Regions from separate parts of the Hordeum vulgare genome. Here region 2 is linked to region 1. Evidence: chromatin contacts called from public Hi-C data. All regions are on one chromosome and are shown on one strand. The core of a region is the stretch at or near the end of the contact, and the rest is flanking DNA. Distances in the headings are between cores, read along the strand shown.

Evidence for each region. Hi-C and Micro-C count contacts between places; a contact is called where the count stands out from the background.
Region 2: a contact with region 1 is called in a Hi-C map of seedling, with 5 times the contacts expected there. The contact joins the promoter of LOC123413854 here to the promoter of LOC123444500 in region 1. A contact is called at or near these places in 1 of 6 Hi-C or Micro-C datasets (seedling) and 1 of 1 datasets of contacts at active chromatin or transcription factors (embryo).

The regions. Positions count from the first base shown.
Region 1 is chr1H:450,758,331-450,765,515 of MorexV3_pseudomolecules_assembly, reverse strand. LOC123444500 reads left to right here and starts at 3,506. Exons shown (of 8, transcript XM_045121233.1): 1 at 3,506-3,866; 2 at 4,893-5,037; 3 at 5,109-5,259; 4 at 5,345-5,470; 5 at 5,567-5,647; 6 at 5,954-6,146; 7 at 6,230-6,500; 8 at 6,835-7,185. The coding sequence starts at 3,675. The coding sequence ends at 7,043.
Region 2 is chr1H:451,417,805-451,424,989 of MorexV3_pseudomolecules_assembly, reverse strand. LOC123413854 reads right to left here and starts at 2,654. Exons shown (of 5, transcript XM_045106622.1): 1 at 2,438-2,654; 2 at 1,763-1,858; 3 at 1,255-1,322; 4 at 719-1,092; 5 at 1-468. The coding sequence starts at 2,497. The coding sequence ends at 723. LOC123422959 (a small nucleolar RNA gene) reads right to left here and starts at 457; the gene lies at 367-457. It also overlaps the pseudogene LOC123422948.

The DNA.
Region 1 (7,185 bases), core at 2,257-4,756:
CTCGAGATCATATGATGTGGTCTAAAACCCTAGGAATATTGATCTTAATATTCTTATAGATTAAACCCTCTAGTTTATATAGATACCAGGGGTACCTAGGGTTACACAATGTCGGTTATGTCAAGGAGTAAACATGTCGAATCAATCATCATGACTTGGAGTACACGCCATGGCTCGGGAGGTTTCCGTATTGGACATAGTGTCATCATAATGTTCGGTCCTTCAGTGACGTTCACATAGTGGCCCACCTATCCGGTCCATAGAGATAGGCCGGCGGCCTGAGGACCCCATAGTCCCGGACTCCCTCACTGGTAGCATCTCATGAACCATCGTCAATATTTTTTGGACTCAGGGCTGAAAGATATTGTGCGTGGTGAAGCTGGGGTGCTAGGATGATCCACATCTGAATCCCACAAGAAGTTGCGGGAAATCTAGATCTCCTCATCAGTAAGCTTGTCCTGAGACCCACTCTTAATATCCATGCCAAAGTGTCTACCCATAGTCTTGTGACAGCTCCTAGTCTCTTTCTCTACCGCATGAGCTATGTATTGACCATGGGCCTGAATGCAGAACATCTTCTTCATCTTCTCCTTAAGTTTCTGAGCCTAAGATGGCTCAGCACTAGAGGGTGGTAACTGTGATCAGCGCCACCCTCAACCACATAGTTATCATCCTTGTCATCATCATCCTTAGGTAGATCTATCTCCAGAGCAGCATGATTGGACCACTTGCCGTTCAGCCTCAACTGCACAATCTCATGGGGAACCAACTCACCACATTCAAACAGGATGCCTCGAAAGGTGTTCTCCGAGGTCTTCTCAATCATATGCATCAAGTAAGGAGCATACATAGGGCACTTTCGCTTAGAAACTACTTAGAGGAGCTCTGACCACATGACATGTGAAACATCCAAAACCTCCACCTCAACTGAGTTCCTCACATGCTAACAATAGAGCAATATATCCACCAGATAAGTGTGTACCTCATCCAAGTTCTCGACACAGGGAAAAAGAGTGTGCCTGAAGATGCGGTGCATAATGCCAATAAATGGTTCAAGCACATATGTTGACTTGCCAGTGGTGGTGGAGACCTTCTCGGTGCTGAAGGGCCAGAGGTGGCTCTCGTAAGTAGATGTGGTCTCCTCGTGGGGGCGAAATCCAAGTGGTGTATGAAGCCCCTTATCCTCAAAGCCTAGTAGATCCATGAACTCCTTCAAAGTAGCACACAATCGCTTTCCATTAATCATCCATGTCAAAGTCCAGTCCGGATCAGTTCCGAGATGGACTGTAACAAAGAACACATCCACAATTTCTGCATCAAAGTCATTGTTGAACTGCATAAGATTGATAATACCAAGTTTCTCACAAAGGCTAAGATCATCACCAAAGTAGTGGGCATTCTTCTACAGATGTTCCATATCAATGGACTGGACATTGGATACATACATGTTCTTCTTCTTCTTGAGCACATTATGATAGATAGAAACTTGTTGCCTGGTCTAGAAGGGACGGTTGCAAAAAGTTTATTCTTGGGGTTGAACATAGGGGTTGCACTGGTGGGCGAGCCAGAACTCTTTACTAGGCAACTAAGCCATTGATTGACCCTTCTTGGCCTCGGTTGCAGTCTGCTTGGCCTTTTGCTAGGGATGCATTGGGGTTGACGTTGTCATCCCTTGCAGTGCGCTAACATTTAGAGCCACCCTCACTATCGGTGTCAAAACCGGTAGATCTGGAGTAGGGGGTCCGAACTAAGAATCTTGGATCGATGGGTAACAAGAGACAATGAAGACGATGTTTACCCAGGTTCGGGCCCTCTTGATGAAGGTAAAACCCTACATCCTCCTTTTGTTACATTGCTCGATTTGCACAGAGTACATAGTTGATTTACCTTGAGATTGAATGTTGTGGTCTAAACCCTAATAGTAATGAGCTTAATCTGGCCTACAAACTATGGCCTTCTGGTTTATATAGATACCAGGGTTGCTAGGGTTACACAACGTTGGTTACATCAAGGAAGGAATATGTCGATCACTACGTGGCCTCAGATTACATGCCAACTCTTCTGAAGAGTCCATCTTGTATACAATATCACTTTATTTGCCCGTAGTCCAATAATGATGATATAGCGGCCCAGGAGTCCGACCCATGGAAATGAGTAAGCGGTCCGAGGACCCCATAGTCCGGGACTCCCTTATCACACCTCTCGTAACACATGAGTTGATCGTGGTCCACAATGCGATCAACTATGTTTAAAAAACGTCAATGTGTCCATTGTCGATGTACAACGACTTTCGCTATAGGCCCCAATATACACACCCATGCTAACTTTGTTTTGCATGCTAATGAAGCAATACCCCATTTTCTTCTATTATTTTCATAATAACAACACAATTAATCTAGTTTTCTCAGGAGCACCTACAATATATGGGTTAAGCTCGAATAGAAGAATTCATCAAAATGAGTGATTCACCTCTCATGTAATTGCTAGTTCGTTATTTGGCCAAAATTGATTTGCCTTACCCCTTACCATCTTTGGAAATTTTGAGGGGCCCTTACCGTACAATATTAGGCATATGCAGAATATGCCAAATTGAGTTTATATCATAAGGGAAGCCCAATTGGCCCACAACACGAGCGCGCGAAAAATGAAAGTGGCGGGGGGGGGGGGGGGTGGTGTAACGTAGACGAGCAACAAAGCGCGCGAAATAGGAATAAACCGCCAAATTCAAAAAACCACCCGACAGATTCAACTAGCCGTACACTTCATATGAGGCGTATCACTGAATTTAAATTATAGCGGAAGCACAATTGACCCACAACATGTCGCGCGAAAAATAGAATTTTTGACAAAGGAAAGCACAACATGCCCGGGCAGAAGGGCGTGTGGGAAACAAAAGCGCGCGAAACAGGAACAAGCTGCCAAATTAAGAAAAAACATCATCCAACGGGATTCAACCTTGCGCGGCCGCTCACCCGGTCACCCCGGATGTATCAAAGCTCCGAGCACAAGAACTACAAGTTGCAAACGGGAAACCAAAAACCACGCGCATACGCCCTCGCCGGTGGCCGGGGGAAACCGATTTTTCAAGCCTGGCCGGCGCTCCATTTCAAATTTCGACATTCCAAACGGGGGCAGGCCCACACACCCAGCTCTACCACTTTCCATTTCGAAACCTACCAGCCGCTCCCCAGCTCACCACGTGACATAAACAGCTTCCTTTCCCGGACGCCCCCCGTCCTTACAGATCTGGTACATCTCTCACTGACATGTGGGGAGGGGGGGGGGGCTTCCCCTGGCCCACCCGTCGGTGGGACTCCGCGGAGGGAAGGGCGGGTCCTGGTGCGTTCGGACACGGCCCCGAAAAATTTCAAACCAGCAGTAAAACCATCGTCCCGATCCCGCCCGCGCACCGCCCCCGTGTCCCTGGCGCGTGGGGCCCGCGCGTCAGGCCTTGACCCCGGTAGCCTCATCTTTTAACGCCCGTCTAATTCTCTCCGACCGTCTCATTCTCTCTCCCCCCACCCTCCCGTGCCACCCCAAATCTCCGAGCCGAGCTCCCAAACCCTAGCCGAGCTCGCCGGTGATGGCCCCCGTCGCGGCGGCGTGAGTGGGGATCTGTTGCGCGCGGCGTGGGCGGGGGGTTGCGGCGGGAGGAGGGAGGCGGATTGGCGGGGATGGAGGCGAGGCGGATCTCGGCGAGCCCCCGGCCGTGCAACGGCCGGCGGGTGGTGGCGAGGAAGAGGCCCAGACAGGAGGCAGTCGTCAGCAGCGTCAGGAAGCTGCAGCGCCGGGAGATCAGCTCTCGCCGGGAACGCTCCTTCGCCATGAACTCCGCGCAGGAGCGCTTCCGCAACATACAGCTGCAGGTCCGCTTTCCCTGCTTGTCCCCCCGGTCCGGTGTCTAACCCTCTTTAACCTTTTTTGTTCGTTCGCGTGCGTCTGCGGAGAGGTTCTGTTCGCTCGCTATGGGGGAACTGCGGCCATCGGATGTCCTGGACCTCACGATTATAGCCTGGATTAGAGTAGCCGATTCGTGGACGGGGTGTGGGGGTTAGGTAGACAGGGAAAAGTGAGATCTTGTTAGGTTTCGGTGAACTCTCGGTGGTAGGAGTGTTTGGGATCTTGTTTAATACTGTGCGGGGCTTTGTTTGCTCCACGTAATGAAGAAGTTTGTGCATTTAGCACATGCGCTTGTATATACAGTAATGAGGATTTGTGGTAGTCCACCGATGGGTAGTCCAGTTGAGCAGATGCGTGCCTTGATGGGCTGTCCTGTGCATATTGGCACCAATCTGTCTGGCCTGTCATGCAACTTCTCATGAAATTTAGGGCATTGTTGATTGCTATGTAATCATATTATACTATTTATTACTTCATTCCTCATGATTGTACAAGATCCATGATATTTGTATTCCTGTCAATTTGATGAATTGCTGCAATCAGCACAAGAAGATGGCAAATCTTACTTATCTGTCGCATATGGCACAAGAAGATGGCAAATCTTACTTATCTGTCGTATATGGCCTTTGAGTTAAGCTGTTTGTTCATTTTATTTAATCATTGTTTGATTCCAAGTTGGGGCTATGAATGCTGGGATTCAGCTGCCTGTCTATTACACAAGTGTTGCCAATGGGTGTATTTATCTTGGACTCCGGGCTTTTCATTGCTTTGGTGACATTGCACTGCCCAGATAACCGTTTTGTTGGTGTTCTTCCTGCATTGAGAAAAGAGCATGAGGGTACCTTGTTTTCAACAAAATCGAGATCATCAGCATTTTGGGTGCTCCACAAGCTACTTGTGCCCAGAAGTCACACCTATTAGAACTGTCAACCTTGGGATTTTATTCCTTTCTGTTCTTGCTTCTAACAATGCACATTTGCTTTCATTTTTAGGAGGAGTTTGACACTCATGATCCTAAGGAGAACAATGCGCTACTGCCTTACATTAGGAAGAGGTCAAAAATTATTGAGATAGTTGCAGCACGTGATATAATTTTTGCTTTATCACAATCCGGAGTATGTGCTGCTTTCAGTAGAGGTATGCTTGTTTTCTTGCAGTGTGCCTGTGCTTCATATAGTCATACTGAGATCCTCTTCTTATATTTCCAGTGATGAATAAGAGAATATGCTTTCTGAATGGAAGTCCAGATGAAGTTGTTCGTAGTTTATTCTACAACAAGAACAATGATTCACTCATCACTGTGTCAGTGTATGGTTCTGAAAATTTCAGTGCCTTGCGATGCAAGACAACTCGGATAGAGTAAGCTTTGAGTCCATATGTCTTTCACAAGTGAATATCTGTTTCTTTCATCTTGATGAAGTTCCTTTTCAACAACTATTTCAAGGTATATACGCCGTGGAACGCCAGATGCTGGTTTCCCTCTTTTTGAGACAGAGTCCTTGAAGTGGCCTGGATTTGTTGAGTTTGATGATGTCAATGGCAAGGTTTTAACTTATTCCGCTCAAGACAGGTACTTGAACTTCCATAATGACTTTGAATTTTAACTTCTGCAATGGCTGTATGCACTTCCTGGAACTGCTCTGATTGCATCTCGTTCTGCAAACAGCACTTACAAGGTTTTTGACTTGAAAAACTACACCCTACTGTATTCCATATGTGACAAGAATGTTCAAGAAATAAAGATCAGGTAACCGTATGTTCCTCATGCTTTTTGTCACTTTGTTGGTCAACAAAAAAATCTGTTATCATTGGAATGCTTCTTCTCTTACTAACAGCAAAACTGAGAAATACATTGACAAAACTGATTAAAGCTAGAAATTATGCATCCAATGCACATCCAAAGGGCAGCAGTAATCTTATATTGCTGGTGTTCTCAATATGTTGTGCATCCTAGTGAACCGGCTTTATGTATTTCAAACTTAAAATAATTGATTTGTTTTAGTAGGAAGGCCTGGTTATATATATTTGTCTAATACTTGTTAACTTGTGACAGTCCTGGTATAATGCTTTTGATTTATACAAGAACAAGCAGCTCTATTCCTCTGAAGATTCTTTCTATTGAGGATGGTACAGTTTTGAAATTCTTCAACCACCTCCTCCATCGGAATAAGAAGGTGGATTTCATTGAACAGTTTAATGAAAAGCTCTTGGTTAAGCAGGATGGAGAAAATCTTCAAATACTTGATGTAAGTATTTTCCTTAATTGTTTCGGGCAATCAATCAAAATGGCTGTTGTTTCTTGCTTAGGGTTTATCTCATTTTGTTGTAGGTACGGAACTTCCACTTGACTGAAGTGAGCAGTACTGAGTTCATGACTCCATCTGCCTTCATCTTTCTGTATGAACTCCAGCTGTTTTTGACTTTCCGGAATCGGTCTGTAGCAGTTTGGAATTTCCGAGGTGAACTAGTAACATCATTTGAGGATCACCTGCTGTGGCACCCTGACTGCAATACCAATAACATTTACATAACCAGTGATCAAGATATTATCATTTCTTATTGCAAGGCTGATTCCAGCGATTCATCTTCTGAAGAAAATGGTAAGATTTGGTTTCCTTTGCTGCTTGTTGTAGGATAAATTGTGTAATTTGTTATACATTTGAATCACTGTGTGGGGCATCTTGCTAGTTATCATTGTTTTGGTTTCCTTTGACATTCTTTGGTTGTGCATTCCTGCTCCATGCACTTCTGGTATTGAGCAGATTTAATCCTTTGTTGCATCATATCATACTTGGCCCTCCTTGAATGAATGGTGCCCTTGGCCAGTTAACCTTACAAAGTGATATCTTTCCACCAGTCAGCAGATAAACGGGCATGATGCTCATTTTTGTGGTTATGGATAGCATGACTCATCTTATGTTTGCTCATGTGCAGCTGGCTCTATAAACATCAGCAACATACTGACAGGGAAATGCTTGGCCAAAATAAAGGCTGGCAATTTCGACAAGCAACAGAAGACATGGAAGTTCCAGAATACAATCACAGAGGCTCTGGAAGACATCACAGCTCTGCACTATGACGAAGTGCGCGATGAGATCTACACCGGCAACCGCCATGGCCTTGTTCATGTGTGGGCGAACTGAGAGCCGAGACAACAGATTTCAGGGGACAAACAAGGTGTTGTTCATTTGCAGGCGGACCAATTTAACAACCAAGCCTCAGGTGGTGCTGGCCGCGAAGAGGTCTTGGGTCTCCAGCCGTTAGCAATTTGTTGATGTGGATTGT
Region 2 (7,185 bases), core at 1,405-3,904, 660 kb before region 1:
CTTGCTACCCCCTGCGCAACTCCTTGCAAGAACCTGCTAGGCTTGTCACAGGCCTGGAACAAGCAATACAGAAACAGCCCATTATATAAAGCCAAAGCAAAAAATCTTAAGACATCTACACAGACCTACAAAAGTATGGCAAAAAATTAGGTAGGAACTACTCACTCTGTACCCAAAATATAATATAAGAAAGTCTGATATTTTGGTAGAGACAAGAATGCAAATGAATAACTGAAAAATCGTCTCACCGTTTCATCAAACAAACAACTGATGGGATGCCCTCCTCACTCGTTAAAGGTTCATTCCAGCAATATCTATCTTAGGCCATTGGTCAAACAACAGAAGCCAAAGAAAAACAGATCATCTAAAGCTCACAAGACAAGCGTAGAAGAATATTCCACTAAACAAGCAATTCATCGGTCAGATCTTGTCAAGTGTTGCAGCTCATCTCATCAAAATTATGGCCAGCTACGAAACACAAAACACACAAACCAATCAAATTATCTAGCAGGTTCAACTCAGAAGACAAGTGTATATAATACAGTGCAGCTCAGAAGCCAGGCATAAAAATAATACTTCATTCATGCAAACAACCAAATTGATCAATCCTTATCACAGCTCATTCAAGGACTAAGACTACCATCACAGCAATACCCGTTGAGTCACCAAATCAGTTAAATAACTGTAAAAAGCACGAGTGTTTCTCTGGAGTACTTACCACGTTATTCACTTCCTTTGCTCCCACGGTCAATGATCATCTTCTGCAAAGCTATTTTTTGCTCAGCCACCTCCATCTGAAGCTTGTAAATCTGAGCGCCCATGTGGGAAAGCTGCTGCGCTGCAAATTTAGCGCCCTCGTCAGCTTCGCGGCGCCTCTCGCCGGCATCCTCAATCCTTCTCTCCGCTGCTTCGCGCTCTGAGTTACTTTCATCGACTTCCTGTATATGCTTGAGCTTGTTGAGAACCTCTTGATGGACCTTAAACTTGCTTTCAACCCGTGCTACCATCTTCGCCTTCGAGTAATAAAACAGTAAGGCAAGCAGAACCTCGAATCCAGCCACTATTCCACCAAGCTGGCACACAAATTTTTGCCTGCAATTGCAAACGATCAGTAGGAAAGTAACACACACACACACACACACACACACACATACAGAGACTGTGCAAACAATCAGAAGGAAAGTAACATGCATAATTTAGCTATGCAAAGTATATATATACATAAGCTAATGACATCAAAATTTCAGAGCTTACTTGGCAGACAACGAAGCCCACTTTGCTCTTATAGATTGATCACAGATTTCCCACGTGCTGCGAAAAACCTGAAATTGAGTGACGGTCGCAAACAAACAGATTAATCATTACGGAGGGATCAAGCTGAAACACAGAACTGTAATCGCAAACTACACAGAAGAGGTGCCATCTAGGCAGAACAAAACACATCAAGGAGTTTGTCATTATTAGAGGTAGCTCAAACAACACATTAGAAATGAATAGGTTCTCTAGAGCTACGAATGGTAAATGTAAAAGACAGCATTCCTGAAGATAAAAGGTGAATAAAAAACATTAAGGAGTTTGTCTCCCATCTAACTGTTGCAGTTAACCACAAATGGCATGAGGCAGTGCACAAGATAGCATAGGGGCCAAAACTGCTATCACCGAAACATGAACCATAAACTATACAAGTATTCAGAAATGGGATTTTAAGAATATAACAAGGACTGAACAAAAATATTTTGCTCCTAAGTTAGAAAAACAGAACCTTAAATACAGCAGAAAGCTTGTTGGGCATCTTCCCTGAAAGATTTGGCAAATTGACAAAGCCACGTCTCGGCACAAGTTGGAAGACGCGAATATCCTACACAAATGCATGTCAGCCACATAGCAAATAAAAACATTTATAGCCAATTACAAGAAACAACAAGATGCAGAGTGTCCCGAGGACTAGACTGTTATAACTTGCAAGTAGGAACAATATAGACATTATATTTTGATTTTAAATACAAGTTTACTTTCAAATATTAGTTTAGCTCTTTGCAGTCAAAAATCCCAAAACACTAAGTGATGAGAATTCGAAATAGAAACCCTATTTGCAGGTGATATATGACTCAGTTGAAATGAAGAACTCACAACAGTGACCTCTATCCAAGTATAGGTTGGAAATATCTATAAACCCTAGATGAAAAAAGCTACCGCCGTCCCGCACCCCACCTCGATCGTATCATCAGGAATCCTACTCTACCCTTCTCTGAAACCCTATAACACACCGTTCCCCAACCAACTCGATCATCGGGAATCCTACTCTACTCTCGTCCAAAACCCACATTTCTTGAAACCCTACACTTCTCCGAAACCCTAGATTACAGAGCCGTACCCCCGCCCCCACCCACCTCGATCATCAGGAACCCGAAACCCTGCACTACAATAGGATACTTACAGTGGATCCGAGACTCCCGTACGACAGCGCGAAAGGTGTGGTGGGTCGAGACGCCACCATGGGAGTCGGGGTCGGGAAGACGCCACGGGGAGCGGGGGTGAGGAAGATGCCACGGGGAGCGGGGGTCGAGAAGAGGGCAGGAACGGGAGACGACGGGCGGCCGAAACCCCGCTGCGGCGGAGAGACCGAACGAGCGCCATCCTGTTCGTACAGTGGCGGCTGCAGAGCGAGGATTCTGTAAGATCGAACCCTCCCTCCTACTTATATGAAGGAGAGGGTGGCGCGGTCATGGGCCGCCGGCCCGTTACGAGGTCTGTGGCTATTTACCAAATTTGTTTTCCCTTTCGGTTTACTCCGGTTTTAGTTGGATTTTTTATTTAACATGTAAACAACATCTTTTTTTGAAAATACAATTTAATTACATATTCCCCGTTCCTTAATATAATAATGTTTTGCAAGCTAAAATGACGAAGGGAGTATGTTTTTAGAAAAAATGTGTCAGTATTTAAAATAAACGAATTTATGTGTGAACATTTTTATACAAAGGCGTGAACATTCTAAATATTTCCAAGAAAATAATGCCCACTACGTATTTAAAACATATTCACCATATATTGAAAATAAAAACATTTTTGTGGGCTTTACCTCATAAAAAGAAATTATTCATTGTGGACCCCTTCTTCCTTCGCCGCCATGGGAAGTGAAGGTTGGGAAACGACCGGTCAGGAAGACGCCACAGGGATCAAGGGTGGACATGCCGCGAGGAAGAGGAGGCGAGCGACATCCAAAACTCCATTGCCTCAAAGAGATTGAAGTAGAATCATCATGTTTGTACCGTGGTGGAGGGAGGAGAGGAGTCGGGGTTTCAAGAAACATTTTTAAAATGCATGAATTTGTATGCAAACATGTAAATAGTTTTTATAAATATGTGAAAATTCTTAAATATTAGACAAAAACTATTCATTGCATATTTACAAAATTGATATATAAAAAATATGTTCACCGCATAAGTAAACAAACACTCACTATATAGTTTGAAAAGAATGTTTATCATATATTGAAAATAGGTCGGGGAGTGAGCCTAGCTCAACTGGTTGGGGGTAGAATGTAAATGGTACGGATAATTTTCGCTCCGAATCCGCATCCGCACCCGTTTTTTAATATATGATATGCAATTATGTGAATCCGCCGAATATGGATGCGGATACGGATATCGATCAATCGGATATCCGATGGATATGGTAGAGGATATGGTATCCCTATTATCCGGCGGATGTAGATTATCCGCCTTTTTTGCGGACTATCCGAGAAAAGAAAATCGGATTATATCCGATAGATTAAGTCCAAACATCCCAGTTCATATATATGTCATCTAAGTTAATGACAAAAAATAGTAAATTGGCAATCACCCCATATTACCATATATAGATATACTCTACCATAATTTGGTATGCAATTGTTGCATGCAAAATAGGTAGCATATCACCCTGATAGGCTGATAGCGGGTACATACTCATTCTGTCATTCATCTCTCCATCGCCATCTCGTCTCCCCGACCGCCGGTTGCATCTCCGGTCTCTCCGATAGTCTTCGGCGGTTGAACGGTGGACAAAGATCCCATGGCCAATCATCTCGTCCCAACAACGGAGGTAAGTGAATTCGTAGATACACACAGCCCCGCGCGAGTTTAGAGCATCGATAATGTGTGACTGCGATCATGTCCGGCTGTCAGTGTGCGCCGTGAGCAACCGGACAGTGGTGTGCCAATGTGCCATTGATCCAACGTGGGTTTGCGTCGACGCGACCGTAACACTCCGACAGTAATTTTGGTACTAACACAAACGCATAAGGTACGCACTTAGTGCTCTAAAACTCACCAGATTGAAAGCAACAAATCTAGTAGCTAGCTCTAGAAATCCATCCAGCTGTTTGCTTGCTTGCTCTCTAGAAATCCATCTAGTTGTTTGCTTAGGTGTTGGATTAGCTTCTTGCACATACACGTTTTCAGTTAGCTTTTTCTGTACAAGTCCTGGACATGTATACAAGATCTATTTAATTTATTATTTGCTGCAACTTCTAAGATATTAATTCATTTGATCAGTAAAAAGTGACTGATTACTTATGTATTGTTATTCTTTTTGTAGATCGCCTTAAAAATATATTAGGGAAAAGATCAACATCTGCAAGAACAAGTGCAAGTGCAGTTTAGAGTATGACTGTATCACCTCCAGCTGAAATTCAGGATGAAGAGTCACCGAATATTGGCAGTGGCGGTGAAGTTGCAAATGAGTTGATTGATCTTGAGGGCAAGAATGAGGATGTGGGGGTTGATGAGCCTCTGAGTGTGGGTTGTCCACAAAAAAAGGTCTGCAGTTGGATGTCCAAACAAGGTGGAATTCTACATATTACATGTTGAGTGATGCCCTATATTATAAGAAGGTGTTTTATAGGTTGCATGATATTGACAAAAATAAGTTTGACAAATTTGCTCCAACAGATGCTGATTGGGAGAAGGCAGTTACTCTATGTAGATGCTTTAAGAAGTTTGATGATCTCGCTACTCTACTATCAGGTAATCAATATCCAACAACAAATATATTCTATAAAGGCTTCTATGAAATCAAGGCTTTAATTTCTGGTTGGCGTAAAAGTAGTGACACTACTATTAGAAAGATGGCAGCTTCTATGCAAACTATGTTTGATAAGTACTCGAGGAAGTCAAATCTTGCTCTTGTGGTTGCCTTCTTTCTTCACCCTAGATACAAGAGAAGTGGAATTGAACATTACATGAGAAAGGTTCATGGGGATCTATTGTATCGTGGTAAAGTAGAAGAGTTGGTCGTTGTTGTCAAGCAGATGTACCAAGCATATGCTTATAACTATTCACATAGCATTGATGTACCAAGCTCTACCACTACTACTTCCCAAGAAGGTGATATTGGTTTTATGGTAAAAGATGAAGATGACTATTTCCTGTCTCAGCAGGGCACTCATGGGGTTAGTGAAGGTGACACTGACTTGGATAAGTACATGATAGAAGTTACAGTAAGGGTTTCAAAGTTTCTTTTGATAACTTTGATATCTTATCATGGTGGAAAACACATCAAAATGTATATCATGTGTTATCAATGCTTGCTCGTGATGTTTTAGCCATACAAGTTTCCACTATGGCCTCGGAAGCAGCTTTTAGTGCTGGTGGTCGTGTTATTGGTCCATTTCGCAGACGTCTTGACCCCCAGGTGATAGAAGCATTGATATGTACAAAAGACTGGATAGCTGCATCTAGGAAATGTGACAACAATAAAGAGGTTAGACTTGGTTCTATTGTGCATGATCTAGAGGTGGTGGAAACACTTGTTGCTAATATGAGTCTTGAGGAGCAGCTTGACGAAAAGGTTAGACTGGGTTCGAATCCTCAGAGTGAAGAATTTAGGTTCCTATTTATTCTTGAAGAACAGGCTTTCCTGATACTCACTCATTTATTGAGGACTAGGCTTGGCATGGTGTGTAACCAAGACTAAAAATCCTAGTACTCATACTTAAAAGGCCGTATGCATCCCTAGTTGGTGCAGAGGCTGGGGAAGTGAAATTCTCCCCCCAATTTAAGGCCCTCCCCCTAGTTCCATGACACGTACAGCTCGCGTCGCCCTCCCCCTAGAGTGACTTAGGCGGAGCCCAGGAACCTAGCCGCCGCCACCAAGCACTCCCTCCTCCTCTACCTCCGCCGTCGTCGGGGGACGCCGCCGGGCTAAGCCCGGGGGCCGACGGCGGCGGCAGAGGATCTCCTCTGTCACGCATCTTCGGGTTGGCGGGACCCCTAGGCGTGTGGTGGCATGACCGATCTAGATTCTGCGGCGCGGTGGATGGCTGCGGCAGGTGGAGGGTGGCCAGCCCGTCCTCGGAGGGTGGTGGCTAGGCGCGGCGGGTGGCCCAATGACGGACGGCGGCATGGGCTGCACGTGTAGCGGCCCACCTTTTCGGGCATCGGCAGCGGTGGCCAGCTAGGCTGCGGTGACGTGCAAACTGCATGTAGATAAGAAGTGGCAGCGTGGAGGCCGTGGTGGTCTCGTCGGCAGCACATCCGGTCAGATATGTTCTGACCGATGCGACCGGCGGTGGTGGTCATCTCTTTCGTCAAAGGTGGTTGGCATGAGGCTGGGTGTTCGGATCTTTGGATCTGTGATCCAGTACTGGCTGCGAGTCGGGGAGACATAGTTGCCGGTGAAAACCGAGCCGATGACGAGCGATGGCGGCGTTCTACATCATTACCTTGATGAAGGCATCGTTGTGTGACTTATGTCGACCTACTCGTACTGCTCTGGGGGAAACCCTAGGATCTGGTCTTCCAGATCGGACGATGACGACACCGTGATGGCGTTTCTCTCTTGGAAGCATTGTTTGTGGAGCAGTGTTGGTGGTCAGAGGCAGGAGGTGGAGCGGCTTCGTCTTGCACGGAGCTTCGGTGGAGATGCCAAGTCATGCTTGGCCGACAGGTGCTACGCTTTGTCATGACTGGCCGGCAGGTGATACGCACGATAGATCTTCCAGAGACTTCAAGCTGTGTCGGCTGGTGGTACTTGGCGGCATGGGGCTGAGGTGTACCAGCGGCGACCGCGACGTGCTCAGAAGTTCGCGTGCATGGTGGTGGTGTCGTTGGGCGCCGTGGTGGCGTTGACGGCACCTAGACCGGGCAAGGATGATGCGTCAGTACAACTCTGAAGATGGAGTAGTGGCAGTTGGCGGCGACG